Linked DNA regions of Sus scrofa: region 2 is linked to region 1. The links are chromatin contacts, called in public promoter capture Hi-C maps. All regions are on one chromosome and are shown on one strand. The core of a region is the stretch at or near the end of the contact, and the rest is flanking DNA. Distances in the headings are between cores, read along the strand shown. Region 1 holds the start of PIGA (phosphatidylinositol N-acetylglucosaminyltransferase subunit A). Region 2 overlaps ACE2 (angiotensin I converting enzyme 2).

What was found. Promoter capture Hi-C pulls out the DNA fragments that hold promoters and counts their contacts.
Region 2: a promoter capture Hi-C map of fetal liver shows a contact between it and region 1, with 4 times the contacts expected there. The contact joins the enhancer-like site here to the promoter of PIGA in region 1. A contact is called at or near these places in 2 of 5 promoter capture datasets (fetal liver and liver), 9 of 47 Hi-C or Micro-C datasets (brain, embryonic fibroblasts, mesenteric adipose tissue and 4 more) and 1 of 2 datasets of contacts at active chromatin or transcription factors (skeletal muscle).

What each region holds. Positions count from the first base shown.
Region 1 is chrX:11,884,612-11,889,032 of Sscrofa11.1, forward strand. PIGA (phosphatidylinositol N-acetylglucosaminyltransferase subunit A) reads right to left here and starts at 1,908. Exons shown (of 5, transcript XM_013985923.2): 1 at 1,782-1,908. The coding sequence starts at 1,794.
Region 2 is chrX:12,104,357-12,108,777 of Sscrofa11.1, forward strand. ACE2 (angiotensin I converting enzyme 2) reads right to left here. Exons shown (of 18, transcript NM_001123070.1): 15 at 2,854-2,954; 16 at 1,181-1,297. Among named protein-coding and RNA genes, the nearest start is that of CXH4orf3, 35 kb to the right of the region's middle. Within about 2 kb of position 2,090, at least 5 of the 83 cell types and tissues checked have an H3K27ac peak or open chromatin away from gene starts, as enhancers often do. A contact at or near this core is called in fetal liver and liver, where this site is marked.

The sequences.
Region 1 (4,421 bases), core at 658-3,157:
CCCACTAGGCCGGGCCTGGATGGAACCCGCACCTGCATAGCCACCCAAGCCACAGAAGTTGGATTCTTAATCCACTGTGCCACAGCATGAACGCCTAGAACGGTCTTTTAGAGCAGCTTTTTTTTTTTTTTTTTTTTTGTCTTTTTAGGGCCGCACACACGACACATGGATGTTCCCAGGCTTGGGGGCGAATCGGAGCTGCAGCTGCTGGCCACATCCACAGCCACGTGGGATCCGAGCTGCCTTTACGACCTACACCACAGCTCACAGCAACACTGGATCCTTAACCCACTGAGCAAGGTCAGGGATCAAACCTGTGTCCTCATGGATGCTAGGCAGATTCGTTTCCACTGAGCCGTGACGGGAACTCCAGAGAGCAGCTTTTTAAAGTGTCACCTGCAGCGCCGCCGCAGACCTCCACATTCTCCTTCCTTATTCAAGAATGATGACATCAAGCCGCTCCCTCCATTTTCTTAACCTTTGTTATTTTGGTTTTGCCTCCAGGAGCGTCCCTCCCTTCCGTCTGGAATCTGATCTAGAGATGCAAAGGGAGGGACCTGGGGCCATTTTCTCCATCTAAAGTAGATGTTCAGCTCAGGGGTTCCCAAGATCATCAGCACAAAATGGACGCTCAATATTCAGTATGATTATCAATGCTTAGCTGTTTAAAGCTAAAGAGAGGCTTGGAAAGTGAGTGAAACTCTTCCTCAGCTTTACACGTTGAGATTTCCATGCTTCCAGAAACTCAACTATTCAATGGGAAGCCATCCTTAGAACCTGAGTTTCCGATTTCACCACAAACTCAAAAAAAGCAAATTAACAGTCATCTTTACTTTAAAAATAGTCTTAGAAACACTCCATTATGTGTTTGTTGACCTGAATACTAATTGAGATTCACTACTACCAAATCATGACACTCTTCAAGTCTGCACTTTTAAGTCGTCCTCTGTGGTTTGTCACCTAATCCCGAATTTCCAGTTCCATTTAATTTTAAAAGATGAGCGATAATGAAAGCAGTTAATAAAGAACCAAATGAAATCATTTAAAGTTCTGTCATTAATCCGCAATATCTTGTGAGGAAATCAGCCTAACATCACGGCGTAAAAGCCCAACAAACGTCACAGTCACAGAACCTTAAGGTTTTAAAGCTGAAGAGAGGCTTAAAGAGCTACTGGATAGCTCTTATTTTACAAATGAGAAGTCACACAAGTTGAGCGATTTGTCCGAGGTCCCCACCCGGCCACTTAAGCGGCAAATGCGAGATGGTCATAAATACGGCCACGGCCACCGAGTCCCTGAACAGTCCTGAGGAGCAGAGAGTCCTGAGGAGCCTTAAACCTGGTGGAGCCTCGGAATCTAGGCGAAGGGGCTCTCACCCACCCCCAGGGAACCGTCCCGGCTTCACTCACTGAGCGGTTGCTGGGCAGCGCCAGGGCCAAAGAAGGGACGAAACGACTCAGTCAGCGATCCCGTCAGAGTCAGGCGGGGTCTCGCCAGGCCCCAAGAGGAAAAGGGCCAGAGAGTGGGCAAAAGGTTGAGGCCGGCGGTCCCGGAGCCGTTCGCTCTGCCCGCGTTAACCGTCGCAGAACCGGCTACAGCGCGGCCGCCGAAGCGCACCCTCATCCCCACTCGACTCCGAAGACCCTCGGTCCCCACTTCCGAGCCTTACACCGGGTCGGCTTCGCCCACTCCATCGTGGGCCACGCTCTCCTGGGGGCAGTTCAGTCCCAGCTAAAAGAGGCAGACAGTGGCTAGCCCGGGGAGGTCAAACGCGCACTTACCGGCTAGTCCCATGGCCGCCAGTGTCCGGACCTCCCGCGGCTGCAGCCGGAGTCCCACCCCGCTGCCCCGAAGCACCAATCCGGGGCGTCCGCGCCCGAGCGCCGCGCCCCCGAGAGGACCAATCACGAAGAGGCGCTGGGGTCACGTGCAGGAGAGACGCTCAGTTCCCCACCCGTCAGCGCGGGTTGCAACGTCAGCGCGCGCGTGCACATATCGCCACGATGTTCCGGAAGACTAGTTTTCTTTCGATGGAAAGCAGTAATCCTCTGTTTAACCTTTTATATGAATTCTTAATGTTGAGATTTTCTCAAAATTGGCCTTGGCCTCTTGCTAAACAAGGAGCCAGCCCACCAGGACCCTTCGACGGAGTAAAACCGGCACTCCCAGCGTGCTTCACAGGACCCTTCCGCGCTCCTGGGAGTTGTAGTCCCGTCGCCTCCGGAGGCGAATCCGAACTTAGAAAACTCATTCCCAGGATGCACCGCACTTCTAAACGCGGATCTTGCGGACGGGTGGGTTTGGTGCCTTGGTTGCCTAGTTACAGCGTCTCATTTTGGAAACCTGTTCTCTGTGGCTTCCAATTCAGACTTTTGGCTGAGAAGGCTACAGAAAGTCGGAGTCGTGGTGGCGTTTTGTTATTATCTGTGCCACAGCCGATTCCCCAGGTTCTTACCCCTCTGGTAGAATTGCCTGAGGTAATAAAGATACACAAATGTCAGGTCAATTTTTTAAATAATTTGAATATCAGATAAATAATTTTTTATGTTATGTCCCTAGTATCGGGGACTTTACTAAAAAATTATTCGTCGTTTATCTGAAATTCAAATTTAACTGGGCATCCTGTATTTTTTCTGGCAACTCTCCACTCTGGAGAAAAAATCTGAGGTCTGGCCTGAAGTATCAACTCCTGTTCAAACTGGTTCTACTGGCTATCATGGTGCTTGGCCAAGAGGGTAATGAATAAATGGGAGTGGTCTGGTGGTTATCCACCCCCTCACAGTTGGTACACGGAGTTCCCCGGTCAAGCAAATGCCTTTCTGAGCACCATCAACCACAGCTTCCAGCACCCATTTTAAGCCTGTAGAAAGCCTATTCATCCCTGAAAATTCCAGCTCCTTTGTGATGCCTTCCCCAAACCTCCAGAGAGAATTAAATCCTCCCTCTTTTATATTTTGATAGTACTTTGGCCATATGCTAGTAAAGCATTCATCAAGAGATGATTCAACTTGTTTGCCTGGCTGCTGCACCGCCACCCACACCCCCACTACCCCACCCCCCTTCTGCCTCAACGTAATCCTTGGAGACTTCTGTCTTCTTGGGATCTCACATGTACCTCTTTCTGAAAATTGGCAGTTGTATTTCCTTGTTAAATGTCTGCCCTCCCAGCCAGAGAGTAAGCTGAAGCAGGATCTGTTCCTGGTAATAGACACCAAATAAGTTTTTGTTGTGTTAATGAATTTATTCAGTACCTGCACAATTCCTGATACATATACCCAATTAAATGTATTGAAAAAAATTCAAGGGGTGTACCTTGTAAAAATTACAGCATACTGATATAAATAAAAGAGCATTTTGGTTGTAGTATTTGAAGTGTATTAATGAGTTAACTTTAATGAGTAAGGCTCAAGTGGGAATAGATACTCTGCCCTGTGTTAATATTGATGCATCAGAGAATAAAGATGATTTAGGCTCAAGAATACTTATTCAAGCTTATTAATTTGCAGTTGGCTTCACAGGTGGAAACAACCACTACCAGATGGTACAGCATTGCTTTGGTCTCCTTTTCATCTTTGCAATAGGTCTTAAGATAAAGAATATGGGCTGAAATTCTGGAGGGTATAAATGAGAGTTAAGCCTCATTTACTGAGCCCCTGGTTTGTCTCTGCCATAATTCTGATCACAACACACACTTGAAATTCCACCATGAATCTTGTAAGATCCTGATGCCAATACTTCAAAAAAAAACAAAAAACAAAAAACAAAAAAAAACTCGTGAGCTATTTTCAAAAGAGAATACATATTTTCTATCTTTCTCATCAAACATTTACTGAGCACCTACTCTGTAAAGGCTTTGGGGTGAATACAAGGAATATTAAACATAGTGTGTTTTAAAAGCTCTTCACCTCTCCTAGCTTTTATATACCTTTTAACAATGATTTAAAAAGCAATCCACTTTTCTTGAAAGGTTCCTTGTATTTTAAATACTGTAGAATCAGCTAACCTTTATAAATAGCTATCAGTAAAGGCACACTGTTGTGGAGTCTCTGTGGGGGAGGGGGGCGATAAACCTGCAAGCTGTTCCTACCAAGCCTGAAAACATTGAACATTCATCCTCTTTGTCTCTGATCTAGGCATTGAACATTAAAAAGGCAAATACATCATGATTCTGTACACGGTTCACAAGACCATATGAAATTAGGTCTTATAGCCTAATTTCATATGGCTATAAGACTCCATTTTTAGTCAAACTTTGAGCAAAGCTCTCCATTTAGGGCTATTTTCTAAAAGTCAAAAGAAAGTTGTAGCAGGAGGATTAAGCTATAAATCTGGGGATAATTCTAATTACAGTGTTCTGCCTAAATGTATGGCATCCGGTATGCCTTTAGAGAATTTCTTATAAACCACTAGCATTAGACTAA
Region 2 (4,421 bases), core at 840-3,339, 220 kb after region 1:
ATTTTGAAGGCAACACTCCGCCCCGCAGCTCTGGCTCTGCTTCCGGAGGTGACTGGCAGCTCAGGAGCGCCACCTCGTGAGCAACTTGTGTACCACGGGGAGTGCAAGCTTTATTTTTTATTTTGAGTTTTGAGTTTTATTTTTTAAGACCAGGGGAAACCTCTACATCTATGCAGTCTTCAGTCTTGCTGTTTTGGGAAGCAGCTATGACACAGAAAACTGTTCCTTCTAAACAGTCAATGCCGACCGCAAGTCCCTCTGCTGGTGGGGAGGCTAACCAGGGTGTGAGGAATCCTAGGCTGGCCTACCTTGTCTTCAAAAGAAGCCTACGGCAAAGTCCCCAAAGCAAAGGATGAAAACACCTGTCCACGGCCCCTCTGCCCTTAGCGTTTTCCAGACGTGCTGGCCAGGCTTTCTTCAGCCGGGACCTGCCGCCTTTGCGCGAGAGCATTCTCAGGCCATGAGATGGGGCCCTGTGTGCAGGCCGGCGATGCTGGGGAATGACTGTCACCTGTAAGCACGTCTCAACCAGTGGCTGATGGGAGTTGGTGTATAAGCACCTAGCGCGGATGGCCCAGTTCAGGTGCCTTTTCTTACGCTGGCCTCTCAGAATCCCCAGGAGGATGGAACGCTGGTTGCCCAGTGTCACCTGCTCACTTACTGCCTTCCTTCTGCTCTCTGTCTCCTCCCCGCATTCCTCCATCAGCGCCTCTTTTTTTTTTTTTTTTGCCTTTTCTAGGGCCGCTCCCACGGCATATGTAGGTTCCCAGGCTAGGGGTCTAATCGGAGCTGTAGCCACCGGCCTATGCCAGAGCCACAGCAACGCCGGATCCTTAACCCACTGAGCAAGGCCAGGGATCAAACCCGCAACCCCAAGGTTCCTAGTCGGATTCGTTAACCACTGTGCCATGACAGGAACTCCCATCAGCGTCTCTTGAGATCAGCTCCCAAACAGACTTCCAACACTCCAACCCTTGTCTAAGGACCTGCACCTGGGGAAACTCAGTTAAGACAACCCCCCTGCTACGAGATCCTCCTGGAGTTCAGACCCGCGTTTTTAAGATGAAGGACAACATGTAAATGACCCGGGACACTGCCGGGCGCCTGGGGACACGCCAACTAGTAGTTCCTGCTGCTGCGCCCCCAGCTGAGCCCCTGGCCCTGGAAAGGACGTCATTACCTGATGGCCTTTTCGACGTCACTTCTGGGAATGATGTCAGACATGTTGGCAGGTGAGGTGACAAAGAAGTTGAAGGAGATTCTTGGCTTCAAGTCACTCACCCACACGTCCTCCGCCCTGTGGAGAAACAAAGGACACAGCTTCCCCGCTGGCACAGAGGACGCTGTCCAGAGCTCCTGCTGGGGAAAGCAGCGTGGGGGAGGACCCCGGGCTGAGGGAGAGGGACACGGGCAGGGCCGGCAATGGAAGGGCCCGCCGGTCCACTCAGCCTTAACACGGCCCAAAGCACAGGAACTCATCTATGCAGGTTGAGATGGCAAGTCTTGGCACTACTGGTTCTGCCATCACATAAGAACCATAGGTTTTTTTTATTCAAGGATAGAAATATTTCAAACGGGAAGCCGCAGCAGCATCAGCAAGGAGTCAGTGGCGACCAAGGACTGTGATCAACAGCATGGTGGGCGGCAAGGGCTCGGTTCCATGGGCAGGAGTGGTGCGTTTACATCTTCCAGCTCTGCCCCTCCCAGCAAAAGACCTCGTGCCACCCCCACGCGGAGGGGGAGGCGGGGGGTTCACAGTACAATGTGGCAGGACTGCGCTCTCACGCCACCAGATGCAGCCCAGTGAAACCCAAGGCAGATCATGGGGCGCAGAGGCTTCCTCACTCAGCAGCAAAGCCGATGGCCTTGGAAGGGCTTTGAGGTGCACAGGCACCTTCTCCTCGCCTTCCCACCCCCGTGGCCCAGTCCCCACTGTCTTCTATTCGCTCCCTCGGCTCCCGCCACGCTGGCCTCCTGGCAGCTCCTCCAGCAGGTCAAGGATATTTGCTCCTCGGGATCTTTCCACCTGCTATTTTCCCAACGGAAACACTGCCCTCATTTTCTGCACCTCTGGCTCTCTCTCCTGCTTCAGCTATTTGCTCAATTATTAACAGGCCTTCTCTGACCATTTTAGTTAAAATTGAACTCTACACACAACACACACACACCAGCAGTCTCCAGCCCCCTTTCTGTTGTTTTTCTCCCTCACCCTTGTCACCATCGAATTCTACTATATTTCACCTACATGTTTTGTTGATTGTCTACAACACACACACATAAAACACACACTTTAGAATATAAGCTCAATGAGAGGAGAGGTGGAAAGAATGGGAGAGGAAAAGAGGAGAGAGGAGGGAAGGGGAGGAGAAGAGGCCAGGAGAGGCCACTGAGTAACAATGCTCGTGCCATCTACAAGTCAACTAAGCCACAATCACCCCTAAACAGAGTGGTCCACGTTCCAGGAGAGCTAAGAGGTTTAAACGTTATTAGGAAGTTTTTCTTAATTTCACTTGAAGAAAAGTTGAAGCATAATATTTTCTCCAACCCACGGGTTACTGGCTGGGGTAACTTTTTTCTTTTTCTTTTCTTTCTTTAGGGCTGCACCCGAGGCATATGGCGATTCCCGGGCTAGGTGTCGAATCAGAGCTACAGCTGCCGGCCTACACCAACACCAGATCCGAGCCGCATCTGTGACCTACCCCACAGCTCACGGCAATGCCAGATCCTTAACCCACTGAGCGAGGCCAGGGGTCGAACCTGCATCCTCGTGGTTCCTAGTTGGATTTGTTTCCACTGAGCCACGACGGGAACTCCCTGGCTGGAGTAACTTGAGGGCACAGCAAATCCACTCACCCAAATGGAATGGTCTCATTTTTGGCACTTGAAAAATAATTTCTCATGGCGTAGGCAATAGATGACCGGAACAGATACATTTCATTGTCATTCCATTCATACTGCAAGTTCAAAAGAAAAACACTGCTCAGGAGAGACTGTGGGGCACATTACAACCTGGTACTCCACCCGCATTATTTTTAAATTGTCTAATATTCCAAAGATTCTTACTCTGCATTAGTACCTCAGCATCGCGTGGAGGGCTTGCTCAACCATGGCACACGGGGGGGCCTAGCCTCGGGGTCTCTGATTCAGAAGGTCAGGGACAAGACCCAGGGACCTGCAGCTCTAACAAGCTCCCAGGTGGTGCTAACACTGCTCGTTCAGCAACCTCGCTTTGAGAACCACTGGCTTCACTGGCCCTTTCAGTTTAGTTCGATGTCAGCTGAAATAAACACCCGAGGGCAGGTTTATAGGTGGGAGTCAGGTTTATAGGTGGGAGTCAGGTTTATAGGTGGGAGTCAGGTGAGCCCTTGGTTTGGGTTACAATGTCCATATACGCTGAGTTTTGACTATTTTTTTTTAGTAAGTTTGCAGATGTGTATAAATGTAAAAGAGATTTGAGTTTCAAAGGAAAAGGATAATGTTTTTAAAAGCAAGGTCACTTGTTCTTGATATTCAGCACTAAACCAATGGCTTGTGTATCTGCACGGTTCAGGAAAAAGTTGCTGAAAGAGAAAGGAGCAGTCGCTCCAGCAGGTGGAAGTAGAGATCAAGGAATAGCACGTACTACTGCTCTTATTAATATCATTACTAACGTTCGGGTTACTATTTCTATGCTCAAAAAAAATATGAAAAGCCAAGTTCTCAAAATAGTGGCAAAGATCCAGTTAGACTTTGCCACGAAATAGCTTGAATGGGGCAGCTATGCTGGCCCTGAAAGGTAGGTGGCTAAAAGTGGTTTCTGGTCTCCTCAAAGCAGCCTGTTGCTCAGTGGACAGGCCTCAAAATGTTACACCATGAACCCCTCTGAAGAGTGTGGACCAATCCCTCAGTGCATGGAAAGAAAACGCAGGGACAGGCATCAAGAAAAAAAAGACAATTGAAAAGGATCCTTATCTACTCAATATTTTAAATTCAAGTCGTTAAAATTTATTGTCCAAGGAAGAGCGAAAAAACACTATGACAGAGAAATAATCCCAGAAACACTTGATGATTGTTAAGAAATAGGAACTTGAACTTTTTTTTTTTCCCACTGTACAGCAAGGGGGTCAGGTTATCCTTACATGTATACATAGCAATTACAGTTTTTTCCCCCACCCTTTCTTCTGTTGGAACTTGAACTTTTAGTTTGGGAAGTGATGCACCTCCATTTTTATTATTTCTTTCTTAAGTTTTCATTTTTTACTTCTATGATTTTATTTATATTTAGATGTCTTATCTGTGAAAATTACACGACAGCTACTGTGGAGCCCTGGACAATACTGAACTTCCCAGGAAAAGTAAGCGGGTAGAAATGCAATCGTCGGGTCTGTCCAAGGCAAATAATACCTGGTCTAGCACCTTGGACTGTTTCATCCACCAGCACC